Linked DNA regions of Zea mays: regions 1, 2 and 4 are each linked to region 3. A link is a contact called in public Hi-C data. All regions are on one chromosome and are shown on one strand. Each heading gives the region's core, a stretch centred on a gene start, on an enhancer-like site or on the middle of the called end of the contact. The rest is flanking DNA. Distances are from core to core; before and after follow the strand shown.

Region 1 (3,386 bases), core at 280-2,779, 160 kb before region 3:
CTTACATAAATCAGAACGAATCAAAGCTATATAAAATACAGTATGTAACAACCTTCGTCCGTGAGAAAGCTAAAAATTCAAACACCAAGTTTTATGGAGTCCCATATTAATATTGTATTATATATTTAATTAAAAACAAATATATTTAATTTTAGGAGTCGAGATAAGGCTATCTCTAGCAGATATTTTATCCCATTTCTATGGCACCCGCTATTTTAAGCTTTACTCTGCGAATATTGTCAAACAGTGTCGTCTACAGTTTCACATTCGCTATTTTACACTACCTATTAGAGATAGTCGAAGGCTCACACGGTCACACCCACGCTCACACCCCCTTGCGAGCGCGTACGTTTGGTGACCGATGTCCTGCAACGGGGCATAGTCATGTTTAGTTGCATGTTTAGGTGCCAAAAAATCCCATGTATTTTCCGCCACACCTTTGTAAGGTTAGGCAATTAAATTATGTAGACACGTTTAAGGAAATTTTACCACACTTTATGCCACATTGACGAGCGGGGTCTATATAGGAGGAGAAAATTTTCGTCCCAATTGTGGTTACAAAACAAACACACACCTAACTCGATTAAACATATCTAATCTTAGATGTGACAAACTGTGGCAGGCGAGTCAGCGAACCAAACATGTCCTTTCGTTAATAAATACATTAATTGTGAAATTAATTTTTAAATTCAATTACGTGATAACAATATATATTATTGTACTATAAATATTGTAGTATTTTTAAAACTTTAAAACCTAATATAAACAGTCAAATAGTTCATTTGAAAATCAAAAGAGGAGCTAAGGAATGATTGGAGAAAAAGTGAGTGAAGAGTATTTGAGGAGGTATTTAAATATGAATGGAAAGCATGAATTTAAGATTTAAGGTGCGTGGATGGGGTGGGGACGGGAGCCACCCTCCACGTTTTTTATGGGAAACTGTTCATTTCAGTCAGACGAAATGACACACCACCTTAAATTGTACGAAATTTATTTAGAAAAGTAATAGTAATGGCACAAGATTTTTTAGAGGTATTTAGGACGTGTTTGGTGTGGCGCCTAAGCCGCCACATCGTGCCACACTTTTAAGCCACAAGTGTGGCGGCCAACCTTCCACGTTTTTTATGGGAAACCGTTCATTTCAGTCAGACGAAATGACACACCACCTTAAATTGTACGAAATTTATTTAGAAAAGTAATAGTAATGGCACGAGATTTTTTAGAGATATTTAAGGCGTGTTTGGGGCGGCGCCGCCACACCGCGCCACACTTTTAAGCCACAAGTGTGAACACTTGTGGCTTAAAAGTGTGGCATGTGACGGCTTAGGCGCCACACCAAACACACCCTTAGTTTTATTTTTATAAAAACGAAAGAAAGCCGGAGGTGGGGAGGCTTGGTGTTGCGGGCGCACCTACCTACCGGATCCCCACCCGGCAACCCCTGTGTACTGCCGCGCTTCTCTCGGTGCCCTGCCTCGTGCCTCCTACTCCCACCTTCATCAGGAGCTCAGTCTGCGGCTGCTGCTCCATTCCACACTACCCCGCGCTGGACTGGAGTCGAGTTGAGCTCACGCTCTCGCACACTCGCACTCCCATTCCCACTGGCCAGATTGATCTTGCTTCGCTAATCATCCTAGATCTCCATTCCCGCCCATGGGATGCTTCCAGTCGAAGGTGGCGGGGCCCCTGCCGCCCAACGACGCCGCCGCTCTCCCCGCCGACAAGCCTGCAGATCCTGGTAAGCGTCACGCCCCCGCCGCCGCCGCTTAAACCCTAACCCCGCCGAATCCATCTAATCCGCGGCGCGTGCTTGCGTCTGGCTGCTGTGTCCAATCGGATGGCAGAGGCGGCGAATGGCGGCGCCGACGGGGAAGGCGACGGTGACGACAAGGAGGCTGTGAAGCGCGCGGTGCCGGTGTTCAGGGAGTTTGCTCTGGCCGAGCTGCGCGCCGCCACCAAGGGATTCAGCGCCGACCTCATCGTCTCCGAGAGCGGCGAGAAGGCGCCCAACGCCGTCTACCGCGGCCGCCTCGACGGCGGGCGGCTCATCGCCGTCAAGCGCTTCTCGCGCCTCTCCTGGCCTGACCCGCAGCAGTTCCTCGTATGATTTGCGTTGCTTGCTTCGTCTGGTTTCCTCCCAGCTTGGATCTCGCAATGTGATGCAGTGTTGCTGCTGTTGCAGGCGGAGGCGGCGGGCGTTGGGAAGGTGCGGCACAAGCGCCTCGTCAACCTCATTGGCTGCTGCGCCGAGGGTGACGAGAGGCTGCTTGTCGCCGAGTACATGCCCAACGACACCCTGTCCAAGCATCTCTTCCACTGTACGTGCTCTCCACCTGCTAGGGATACTCCAGCATTTTTCTGTTATATACGGGCCTCGCGGGCTGGAGTTGTGTCGTCTACGGCTACGGTGACCGTGGGCGCATCACACCAACCCTGAATCTCAATCTCCTCTGCATTAACACAATGACTTAATGCGCCTTATGTCCTTCACCATTGCTGCATTTGACCTACACAGATCTTGCAAAAGTGTGGTTTGCCCGGACTAGGTGGGTGTGTCCTGTCCACCTTGTCTCCCTTGATTGACTCTGCTCTGCACTGCCTTTTTTCAGGGGATAAGCAGCCGTTACCATGGGAAATGAGGCTGAGGGTTGCATATTTCATTGCGCAAGCTCTCGACCATTGCAATGCTGAGAACAGGAAAATCTATCATGATTTGAATGCTTATAGGGTACTTTTTGATGAGGTACACAACAGGTTTGCTGACACCTCCTAGTTTTTACTACATTTTTTTTCTGCTGGCTTTTCCATTGTAACTACATTTTCTTCTGTGAAAATATTTTTTTTATCTGTAAGGTTTATGTTGGAATATTTTACTGTCATATGAAGTTGCCAATGTGATTTTTCACCTGTTATAATTGATTATCTTAGCTGCCTAAAGAATACCTCACCTGTTGTAATCAATTTCTATTCCCTATCAGGAAGGTGATCCCCGCTTGTCAAGTTTTGGATTAATGAAGAACAGCCGTGATGGGAAAAGTTATAGCACTAACCTGGCTTACACTCCACCAGAGTTTCTACGAACTGGTAAGACCCCCTTGGTGTTTACTGGTTACTATTACATTCTTGATTTGCCAATACCCTTGTTCGCACCCTGGTGTAGATCATTTGAGCTAATTATAAGCCTAATCAGTAAAAGCTAGATGAAGCTATAAGCTTTTGTGAGCTATTATGCCTCGTGAGAGTACAATTTTAAAACTTCTTGTTTCCTGATTGTTGTTGAATACATACTTTAGGTCATGGTAAATTCTTTGCAGGTTTATCGTCTATTGTTTTGTTCAAGTTTACAATACACTATTCACAGTAATACTGTTTACAATATGCTATTT
Region 2 (3,461 bases), core at 315-2,814, 220 kb before region 3:
GATCTTGCAGTAGCACGCCGACATGGACGGGTGGACGCCCGCGCCGGCCCCGGCGGCGGGCGGCGCCACCGGCATTCTGAGCGCGAGGTTGCCCACCAGCACCCGCACGAACGGGCACGGGTCCATGGCGCTGCTGCTGCTCCTGCCACAGCCCCCGCGCGAAACACGCTCTGACCCGCCGAGGTTGGCGGGCGAAGGATAGGAGGCGATGCGGAATTGCGGAGCGAGCGAGGGGCGACGATGCGTGGTGGACGGAGATAAGAGGGGACGAGTTGGTATATGTGAGGAACGGCGGAGCCCGTGGAGTAGGAGCCAGGCTGGATCCTGGTGTACCGTGGCTGTGGCTATGACTGAGACACCAAACGAACACGCATCGTCGCCCCTGGAAGACGAAGCTTTTGCCGTCCCAGATCCCTAGCCAGTCGTCGCCGCCGGTCTTCACGGCGAGTCCCAGGAGGTCGGCGAAGCGGCGCGCGTGGAGGTTGCGGGGGTGGATGATGGAGCCGCCGGCCTCGAAGCTGTCGCCCGCGAGAGTGACGGTGCCCAGGCGGCCGCCCACCTTCTGACGGCGCTCAAAAACGCGCAGCTGCGCTCCACCGAGGGTGCTGGTGTAGCTGGTGAGGAAGAAGGCGGTGGAGGCGTCGAAGATGCCACCGCCGACGGGGAATCACGGCTGGCGGCCGGTCGGGCGCGACGTGCGCGTGACCCGCGCGCGTTGGGCGGGGAATCGTGGCTGGGTGGGGGCGGGCGGGCGGCGGGATCCTCGGAGGCGGTTGTTTGCCGAGCGGCGGGATCCTCGGCGGCGGGGTAAGTTAGCCGTGCGCGTGCGGGATCCGTGGGAGGCAGGGGAGAGCGGGGGCAGTCTACAGATGACTCTTAATATTTGTAGAGATTTTGGGACGCTCGAAGAAGACGAAGAGAGCATCGGTTTCGCCTGGTCTCCTCGACGCAAACGTCAGGTTACTATGCCCTCCCGCGGTCCCGCCTCGCCATCTCCGCCCTTGCCGCCGGCTCCACATGTCAGTCTCCGTTGGCATCTCCAATCCGCCATCTCGTGGGTCGTGGCATATTCCACTGTCCTCCCGAGGAAAAAAAACAGAGATACAACTCGTCTAGTCCGTATCTGACATGCGGAACCATAAGACCATCGACAGCCACTGACGTATGGACCCAAATAGAACAGTGTCCCACTGGTTCGTGCCAGCTAGCAGAGCCTTCCAAGTTCCAAGCTCCGGCTCTCTCGGGCGTTGGAACCGAGGACTGGAGGCATCGTGTGGACCGCGCCCTGCACACCTTGAGCGTGGGCCTGCCTCCTCCATCTCCCTCTGCGGCGTATAAAGAAGCGACCCACGGCCACCGCCACGGCCTCGCCGGAATATCATACGAAAACCCTCGCGGCGGGGAGAGCGCTTTCCCTCCCACACACTCGCGCCGCAGCATCCGCAGTCCGCACCTGCCTGCCTCCACGACTTGTCGTGCTCGTGCGCTACTCTCCTCGAGTGCGGCGCGGGAGCACGGGGACATCTAATGGCGGCCGCGGCGGAGATCGGTGGTTTCACGGCGGCCGCGCTCAGGCCGCTTGCGCACCCAGCCCCGGCGGCGGCGCCTAGGAGGGCGGTGGCGGCGCAGTCGCTGCGGACGACCGCCACCGAGACGCTGACGGCGGATCTCGCCGCCAGCACGGCCAACGGCGCGGTGCATGCTCAGGTGAGTGGCATCCTTTAGCTCTTCTGCCTTCTCCTTGCACGTTTGATTGCTTGGCGGTATTAGTGTACAGCTCCTTTCCATTTCTGTGTGCGTTGGTGCTTGCCAATTTGGTTCGCAGACGAGATTAGTGTCAGGTTTTGCTTCGGTCAGTTCGGCTTCGGCCTCTCCCCGCGCGCATGTACTGTGTTTGGCAATTGGATTCCAAGCGCTGTAATTCGCAGTTGATGCTCGTAATATCAGTTGTTGCTGCGGGCTCGTTACTGAACAGAGGTTGGTCGTCTGCTCTCGAGCTCCAGACTCAGAGATTTGATGATTGTCATTTCAATGGTGAATAGAACTACAGAAATAGCGTTGCATTTGTAGGTGTTTGCTCATTTCTATAACATTTTGTCTAGATACTCCTTTTAATTGATCTGATTTAGTGCCCGTTCTGGTCATTGAGGTCTAGAGCCTGATGCTATTTCTGCCACCATCTGAAATTTGTAACCAATGTTTAGCTTACTTTATGGGCTTTTAAGTAAAACTCACTTTTGAGTATGAACGATAGGACAGTTAATCACTTCAGTGGTTACTAAATGTGGTGACAAGGTGCTTTATGTGGTGACGATTTTACCATTTCTGATGCAGATGTATAGTGAGGCTAGTAGTGAAATCCCTTCACAGGCAGCTATTGCAAATTCTAGGAGGAAGACAAAGATAGTATGCACCATAGGTCCCTCAACCAACACTCGTGAGATGATTTGGAAGCTTGCAGAGACTGGAATGAATGTAGCACGCCTTAATATGTCCCATGGTGACCACCAGTCACACCAGAAGGTTATCAATTTGGTCAAGGAGTACAATGCACAGAACACTGATGGAAATGTTATTGCCATCATGCTGGACACTAAGGTATATCTCTGCTGACTACTGGCAGACCCAGTGCCCGGGAAAGGGATAAACTGAGGCAAGCCTTTCCCCCGCAAATATGGAGAGCTGCTTCGAACCTGTGACCTGGTGACTCAGTGAGACAGCTCTCACTGCTGCACCAGGCCCCGGTGAATATGTTAAAACAAATGCTATAGCAACTTAAGTTCTTGTGACTGAATTTGATGGATGCAGGGTCCTGAAGTTAGAAGTGGGGATGTTCCAGAGCCAATTATGCTCAGTGAAGGGCAAGAGTTCAATTTCACAATTAAAAGAGGGGTGAGCACTGAAGACACTGTCAGCGTGAACTATGATGACTTCATAAATGATGTTGAAGCTGGTGACATACTGTTAGTGGATGGTGAGCTAAACTCTCAATTGGCATATCCTATTTTGAACGTGTCTAGATGATTAGTTACTTGTTGAAGCAAGTTCTTGCTCATGCTGTGTCAGCTGATGAGTATTCAAGTTATCCCTACAATCATATTTTCTGTGCAATCTAACTCATTTCATTCAATTAAGTATTGATTATGTTAATTTTGTATTACTGTGATCCTGTAATGGATATTGTCAGATTCTTTTGTTACCTCCTTCCATAAACTGATTCACTTGTTTGGAATTAAATAATATATATGGTTTATGTTTTATACACTGATCCTTCATTGTGCTGTTTGTGTGCTACAGGAGGAATGATGTCGCTTGCTGTGAAGTCTAAAACAGCTGATACAGTCAAGTGTGAAGTAGTTGACGGCGGGGAATTGAAATCAAGGCGCCACCTAAATGTTCGTGGAAAAAGTGCTACTTTGCCATCTATCACTGGTTAGTTAATCCTCTGACTGGTCTAGCTG
Region 3 (3,344 bases), core at 525-3,024:
CACATACGGTCCGTCGCTTCTAAAGCCTCTGACCTGTCCTTTATACTTAACCGCCTCATCGTAGCTAAGCCATGCTATTATGGCTTGTTTGGTTCAGTTTTTTCTAATGGGAAAAAAATTTGGCTGTAGGATAGATCTAGGTACCGTGAAGATTACGTGCAAATGAAGATAATTGTACGCATAGAGTTCAAGATATAGAAAGTGACAGATTCATACTATTACATCGACTTGACCGATTATGTGTTTATGTTGGTTTTTGGATGGTTTTTTACTAAATCGATTTTTATAGAAACGAGTTGAAAAGCTAAGCGTTTAACAGTTTAAAATAGCTTTTGTTGGCCAGAAGCTAAAAAAAACCTAAAACAAACAGGACCTTAATTTTTCCACCTAGTCACATGACACTATGTCGGTGTCCTCCTATATGCAATGAGCTTCTTTATTGACACACAATTGAGCATTTGAACAACTCCAATCCATTTCCTACTACATGTATCTAGAGTTCGTGCTAGCTAGCGTGCGTATGTGTGTCTCCGTCTAAGCTCGTATTAGTCCACCTAATTTTTTGAAGTAAAGTCTAACTAATTCGGTACCCAACTACCAAAATGAAACAAGGACTCCTCAACCAGCTCGTCGCCCATCCAGTAGACGGCATGCGGGCTGGACCGAAGCAAAGAGGCTCTAGTTTAGCTGAGAGAGCAAACAACGGCGCATTGGATCCGGTAAAAGCGTGTCTAGGCAGCCGGCCGTTGACGAAGGAAAACATGCATGGGAGAGCTCGGTTTGCTTTTGTTTCTATCGACCGTCCAATGCAACGGCCAGCATTGGCGCCCATCTCGATCGACGAAGTCGGAGGGAGTTGCGTCTTTTCTCGTCCTCGGATAGGGCCATCGGCAGGTTCTTCCATACGCACGGGTGTAGATACGAGCTCTTCGCATCTCTATCTCTTTTGTTTTTTTAATTAGTATTTATATATCGCTTAATAGACATCATTTAATAAATGATGTTGTAAATTTTAGATCCACGGTTGAGCTGGAGTACTTGGTAATCTGGTTTTCTGGAGCCGGAGCGCTCTCGGACAGGCTCATATACTACCATCGGCCGTCCGGTACGCACGAGGTCGCCAGGAATGGGCAGCCTGGGTACGTACGTCCAAAACCGGGGCGGCGGCGGCCTCCCATTCTGTCCGTTGAAAAATTCTTGCTGTACTGTCATCGAGTGGACCGAAGCGAACGAAACAATAATCTAGTCGCAGTGTTAGCAGGCATTACCTGTCGCTCATCACGCGATGCTCTGGGTCCCCCCTCAAATCAAATTTAAACAAGTGCAGCAAATAAAAAAAACACGCAGCAGAGCAGGTCTGGCGAGCAGAAGACGTTCGGCTCTAAATCCAGCTATAATTATATATGAAGTGGCGATAATTGTCAAATCTTTGTGACAGGACTAATAAAGGCAGAAGGGTCACACAAATGGCAGTTGCCCCTGGGGGCTGAGTCACCTCGTTCCAGATCCTACTGGACACGCCCGGTCCTCTGCCAGCTAAGCGCTGGCATCCCGCCGGCTGGAGCCGCCACTTCCCTCTTTCTTTCGCGTTGAGCTCCCTCGCATCCATTCTAATCCCGACCCCGTCCCGTCTCCACTCCAGACATTTGGATTCACAGTCACAATTACGCCCTCCTGTTCCGCACCTTCTTTATACACGCCCACGGCCCACCCGTCTACGCCGAACCATCATTACCAGCCGGCGGCCGCTCCACTCTTTCGCTCTCCATCTCCATCTCCATCTACCTACGCTCTCGCGAGTCGCGACGACATCCTCCGCGGAGCTTGCGCGGGTACGGCACGGAGATGGCCGCGGCCGGGCCGACGACGTCCCCGGCCACGGCGGGCGCCGTGGAGGAGCTCACGCGGCTGTACCGGGAGCTGCCGCCGCGCCCGGCCGTGGAGGAGGTGGAGGCGGCGGCGGCGGTGCTGGCGTCGGCGGCCGCGGAGGAGGAGGCGCGCCTCGCCGAGATCGACAGGGAGGAGGCGCTGGCGCGCGGGGGCGCGCCGCCCGAGCTCCTCGACGTGCTGTGGGAGGCCCGGCGCAGCTCCGTGCGCCTCCGCGCGCTGCAGCAGCGCAAGGAGGCCGCGCACGTCCTCGAGCTCGAGAGGCGGTTCAGGCTCTTCGACGACCTCATCCAGCGGGCGTCGCGTCTTCTGTCCCCCGGCGGTGGTGCCGGGGCCAGGAGCGGCACGGGTGGTGCCGCGGTGGACCACGACGAGGTCGTCGAGGTCGACGCCACCCGGAACACGGAGCTGGACGCCGCGCCAGCCGAGATTGGTCGCGGGAGCAAGGGCGGCTTGGGACTGGAACCCAAGTCCGTCTCGTCGCTGCGTCGTGCTGCTTCGGCAGGTACTACTACTCCTTCCTAATCGGTCTCTCGGTATCTGTATTTCCCCTGCAAATTTAGGTGAGCTTTCGCTCCGCAGGCGCTACGCTATTCCGTTCGATTTCGTTGTCCAAACCTGAGTTGATTAGCTGTTACAAACCAAGTTGATCGTTTGATTGGTGTGGTTTATGTTGACTTGTCCTTGTTTTGTGTTGTCAATTTTTCTTGTCACCCAGATTTATTTCCTCTTACCATATCTTCAGTCCGTAGTTCCATTACACTGACTATTTTTTTAAGGAATACTTTACTAGGACTTGTTAGTTGAATCAATGTAAGGTTTTTTTTTCTACAACTATAGTAACATATTGTTTCGCCCCATGATAATTTGTTTATGATTGACTTTTTCATAGGATGCCATCATAATGGTACCTCAGCTATAGTAATGGCCGCATTTCTTATCAGTACCTGTACTTTACTAGTGCTGGTAATTGGACACGATGATGGGCTGTGCGCTTTGTGATGTTTCTGTGTGTTAACTGTGGACTGTTCCGTTATGGAACATTGCACCAGAATCAAATAGCTAATTTGATTTTACAGGCAAGCACAAATTTCTGAATGCCCCCCCCCCCCCCCCCCCCCCCCCCAAATATATTATTTGCTTATTTGATTGGTTTCAACTGGATGAATCGTTTATTCATTAGCACAGACCCTACGATTGTGATAATTCTGTGTGTAAGTGTGAAGTGTATTAGCTATATGCATTCTGCAATCCAAGTTTTCTGGACATAAATGACTCGCACTGTCGCACACATATCAATTACATGTAAGGAACCTCGAACTATCTTTTGTTGGTCGCCACTGCACCCCACTATTAGGATATTTTTCTCTACTTGTATCGTTTTCCATTACAATGCACGGGCATATTTGCTAGTAAAGTCTAATATGTCAATTTTTGCAGGTACTGACACAGAAAAG
Region 4 (3,127 bases), core at 272-2,771, 160 kb after region 3:
TGATGCAGCGATCAGCATGCCATAGCCCTAATCGATCTCAATCACCACTTTCTTGTTCTTGCTGCCTTCAGGCAGTCAGGGCATCCTCGCTTCTTTGCCCCAACCTTCACATGTGTCATTCCATAGCCCTAATTTACCTCAACCACAGCTTTTTTGTTCTTGCTGCCTTTGGGCCGCCCTCGCTTCTTTGCCCCAACCTTCACATGTAAGAACTCCACTGGTGTTGCCGCTGTCGGCGCTGGCGATGATGCTGATGCTGGTGCTGCCACTGTTGGGATGACAGGAATGCCAGTGCCAGCATCAACTGCCTTATTGCCTTCCCCTTCCACAATGCCACTTAGGCTTGGTAATGGCAAGTATGGCCCCATTGGATAAAATCCTAGAGCAGCAGGTGCCTGCTGCTGCGGGGAATTGAGTGGTTCAGCGAATGCAGGACCACCAGGGAAACCCATTGGGAAGAACCCCCAGGAGCAGTAATACATGTCTGTGCCTGGCACGATGGGCGGCTGCGTGGACATTGCAGTGGCAACAAACGGCCGGCGGCAGCTAGGGCAAAGCAGCGTTTGCGACTCGTAGGAGTGGTCGTACTGGTGTAAATGGCAGCAGGAGGGACAAGCTGTCCAGAAGACTGGCGCCTGTTGAGCTTCCCCCTCCTGGTTCCGTTCAACCTCAGGCGATTGTTTGGCAGCCCGCGGCGGCCGGCCGCGCTTTGTTGGCGACGTGCCCGAAACGGTCTGCGGAGCAGGCGGCGTCGCCGGCGTTTTGGCAGCCCGCGGCGGCCGCCCGCGCTTTGGTGGCGGCGTGCCTGACACAGTCTGCATTGGCTGCGGAGCAAGTGGCGGCGGCGGAGGAGGCTGTGACTGCAGCTGATTCTGCTTCTCTGGATGGGGATCGATGGGTACACGAGCGGCGGCGGCGGCGGCGGCGGCTGCCGCTGCGTTAGTTGCAGCGGCGGCGGCGTCGAGGTCGGAGTCGAGGGAGGCTTTGCGGAGGGGATCTGACAGGAAGGCCCAAGCGTCGGCGACGAGGCGGGCGGCTTCGGCGAAGGCGAGGGAGCAGGGACGGTCGGGGTGGGAGCGGTTGAGCAAGAGGGAGAGGCGGCGGTAATGGGAATGCACGACGTCGGGGTCGCGGGAGGCCGGGACGGCGGAGTCGAGGCCAAGGACGGCGTAGGGGTCGAGGGGCCCGGACGGGAGGCGCCGACGCTGGGCCGCGAGGAGGGCATCGGCGGCGGCGAGGAGGTCGTCGGCGCCCGGGGTGCGGGGGTCGAAGGAAAGGGCTTGGGCGACGAACTGCTTGCAGCCCTCGAGGTCCCGCGCCATCAGGAGCTTCTCGGCGATGTTCATAAACCGCTCCGCCTCCTGCCGCCGGGCGACGGAAGGATCCATGGGGCTCGCCGCCGGGCACAGGGAGGCTAGAGGATTTGACCGGGGCGAGGGGGATCGGTGGAATTTGTGCGGTTACGCTTTTTGGTGGAGGCAGCGGCCCGGGTAGGACGCGGCACGGCATTTAGGTGCTGGTTGCCTGTATGAGTTATTTTGTTTGCCTTGTTTAGTTCATGGCAGATAATGAGTATCAGATTTTGAAAATACGTTATGCATCCAAATATAGATCATTTTTAGCATCGGATTATGTGCGCTGTGAAATAAAATCCCAGCATCAGGTAGGTGCTGCATTTTCTTGGGTACCGTGCAAACAGCACATTATATAATACGGCTCCGTTTGTTTCGTATTATAATTTTATATATATTCCACTTTCAAATAAATTAAAATTATTTTTTAATACGCAGTAGATCTGCCTGTTTTTATTATTAAGAAGAAAATGAGGTGAAACTCCAAAACACGAGCAACACACTTAACCGACACACACCACCGTATACAGACTTTCACACCACTCCTAAGACAACTCCTCTAGATAAGAAAAAAGAGAGCTTTAGCGCCAGCAAATGCCAGCACATCATCTCCTCCCTTGCTGTCGAGAGGGTGATCTCAACACTTGGGCTACAACCATCAAACACACACCTATTCCTATGTTTCCATATCGACCACGCACCCAAAATTAAAATCATTTAGTATACAATAATTATATATTAATATGTTGTTAGAAAAGATTAATTATTGTTATGACAGTTATAAAATTACAATATTGTTGCCAAAAGGCCCTCAAGGAGAATGCTCAGGACTATGCTGGGTACCATAGGCTGCAGCCCAGATGACCGGTTGGGCCGCCGCTTCAGACCCTCGGCCTAATTTGCCAAAGCTACGAAGCTGAATGTCAACACTCTCACTATTACAACAGTAGAGCGAGCTGGACTTGTAGATGGTCCGATGGATCGAACACTACTCCATCGAGCTGCATTTGTAGATGGTCCCATGGGACGCTGCTCTAAAGCAGTGCTCTGGTTCTACGTGGTGGCATTCTCAAAAAAGAATTATTACTAATTATTAGTCTACGAGGAATAAAACATCATTCTACAAACTAAAGAGCAAACCAAACACGTCGTAAATTTCTCTTGACCATATCTGTAGCTCTAGTCTGCATCCTCCAAAAGGAAGATGATGCGAGCTGCCAGTGGAGCAATCTCCTTCAGCTCAAGTGCTATCTGATGCCCACTTTAGACCCCGTTTGGTTAAAAGGAACTAAAGATTAGTCCCTTTATTTTAGTCTCATTTAGTCACTAAATTGCCAAACGGTAGGACTAAAGTTAAAACTAAAATGTTTCAGTCTCTGGGGTGAATAAAATGGACTAAACCATATAAATTTCACCTTTTGCCCATCCTTCATTTCAGTTACACGGAGAATGCTAAAAGGTATTTTAGTCCTCTTATGATCCCTTTAATGTGTTTTAAATAGTTTTAGTCTCTAGAACTAAACAAGGTAGAGACTAAACTTTAGTCTCCTAACCAGACTTTTGGACTAAAGAAACCAAACACCAGACTTCTGGACTAAATAAACCAAACAGAGCCTCAGGCAAACTTTGCAGGTCAAACAAATCCTCGTTGAGACATAGCAGTCACCTCTCACCACTTAGATACTAGTACCAGCTAGAATGCACGAACGATCAGCAGCGGAACAAAAGAGAGCAAAACAACACAGAATACGATCAAATTCCTGAATTAAACCCAA

Evidence for each region. A called contact is a pair of places that touch in the nucleus more often than the background predicts.
Region 1: a contact with region 3 is called in a Hi-C map of ear, with 2.4 times the contacts expected there. The contact joins the promoter of LOC100282511 here to the promoter of LOC109942247 in region 3. A contact is called at or near these places in 4 of 25 Hi-C or Micro-C datasets (ear, leaf and tassel).
Region 2: a Hi-C map of tassel shows a contact between it and region 3, with 2.0 times the contacts expected there. The contact joins the promoter of LOC100272999 here to the promoter of LOC109942247 in region 3. A contact is called at or near these places in 2 of 25 Hi-C or Micro-C datasets (ear and tassel).
Region 4: a Hi-C map of leaf shows a contact between it and region 3, with 6 times the contacts expected there. The contact joins the promoter of LOC103638902 here to the promoter of LOC109942247 in region 3. A contact is called at or near these places in 5 of 25 Hi-C or Micro-C datasets (bundle sheath, ear, leaf and 2 more).

The regions. Positions count from the first base shown.
Region 1 is chr9:118,567,842-118,571,227 of Zm-B73-REFERENCE-NAM-5.0, reverse strand. LOC100282511 (ATP binding protein) reads left to right here and starts at 1,529. Exons shown (of 10, transcript NM_001155420.2): 1 at 1,529-1,738; 2 at 1,845-2,101; 3 at 2,183-2,318; 4 at 2,610-2,743; 5 at 2,979-3,084. The coding sequence starts at 1,654.
Region 2 is chr9:118,619,156-118,622,616 of Zm-B73-REFERENCE-NAM-5.0, reverse strand. LOC100272999 (Pyruvate kinase) reads left to right here and starts at 1,564. Exons shown (of 12, transcript NM_001147449.1): 1 at 1,564-1,707; 2 at 2,335-2,598; 3 at 2,809-2,974; 4 at 3,298-3,432. The coding sequence starts at 2,335. It overlaps LOC109939156, which reads right to left and starts at 654. Exons shown (of 1, transcript XM_020544090.3): 1 at 1-654. The coding sequence starts at 126.
Region 3 is chr9:118,403,305-118,406,648 of Zm-B73-REFERENCE-NAM-5.0, reverse strand. It overlaps LOC109942247 (plant intracellular Ras-group-related LRR protein 5-like), which reads left to right and starts at 1,774. Exons shown (of 3, transcript NM_001351093.1): 1 at 1,774-2,392; 2 at 3,328-3,344. The coding sequence starts at 1,846.
Region 4 is chr9:118,241,775-118,244,901 of Zm-B73-REFERENCE-NAM-5.0, reverse strand. LOC103638902 (protein transport protein sec31) reads right to left here and starts at 1,521. Exons shown (of 5, transcript XM_035962635.1): 1 at 1-1,521. The coding sequence starts at 1,388. The coding sequence ends at 129. It overlaps LOC100192715, which reads right to left. Exons shown (of 5, transcript NM_001358085.1): 5 at 3,102-3,127.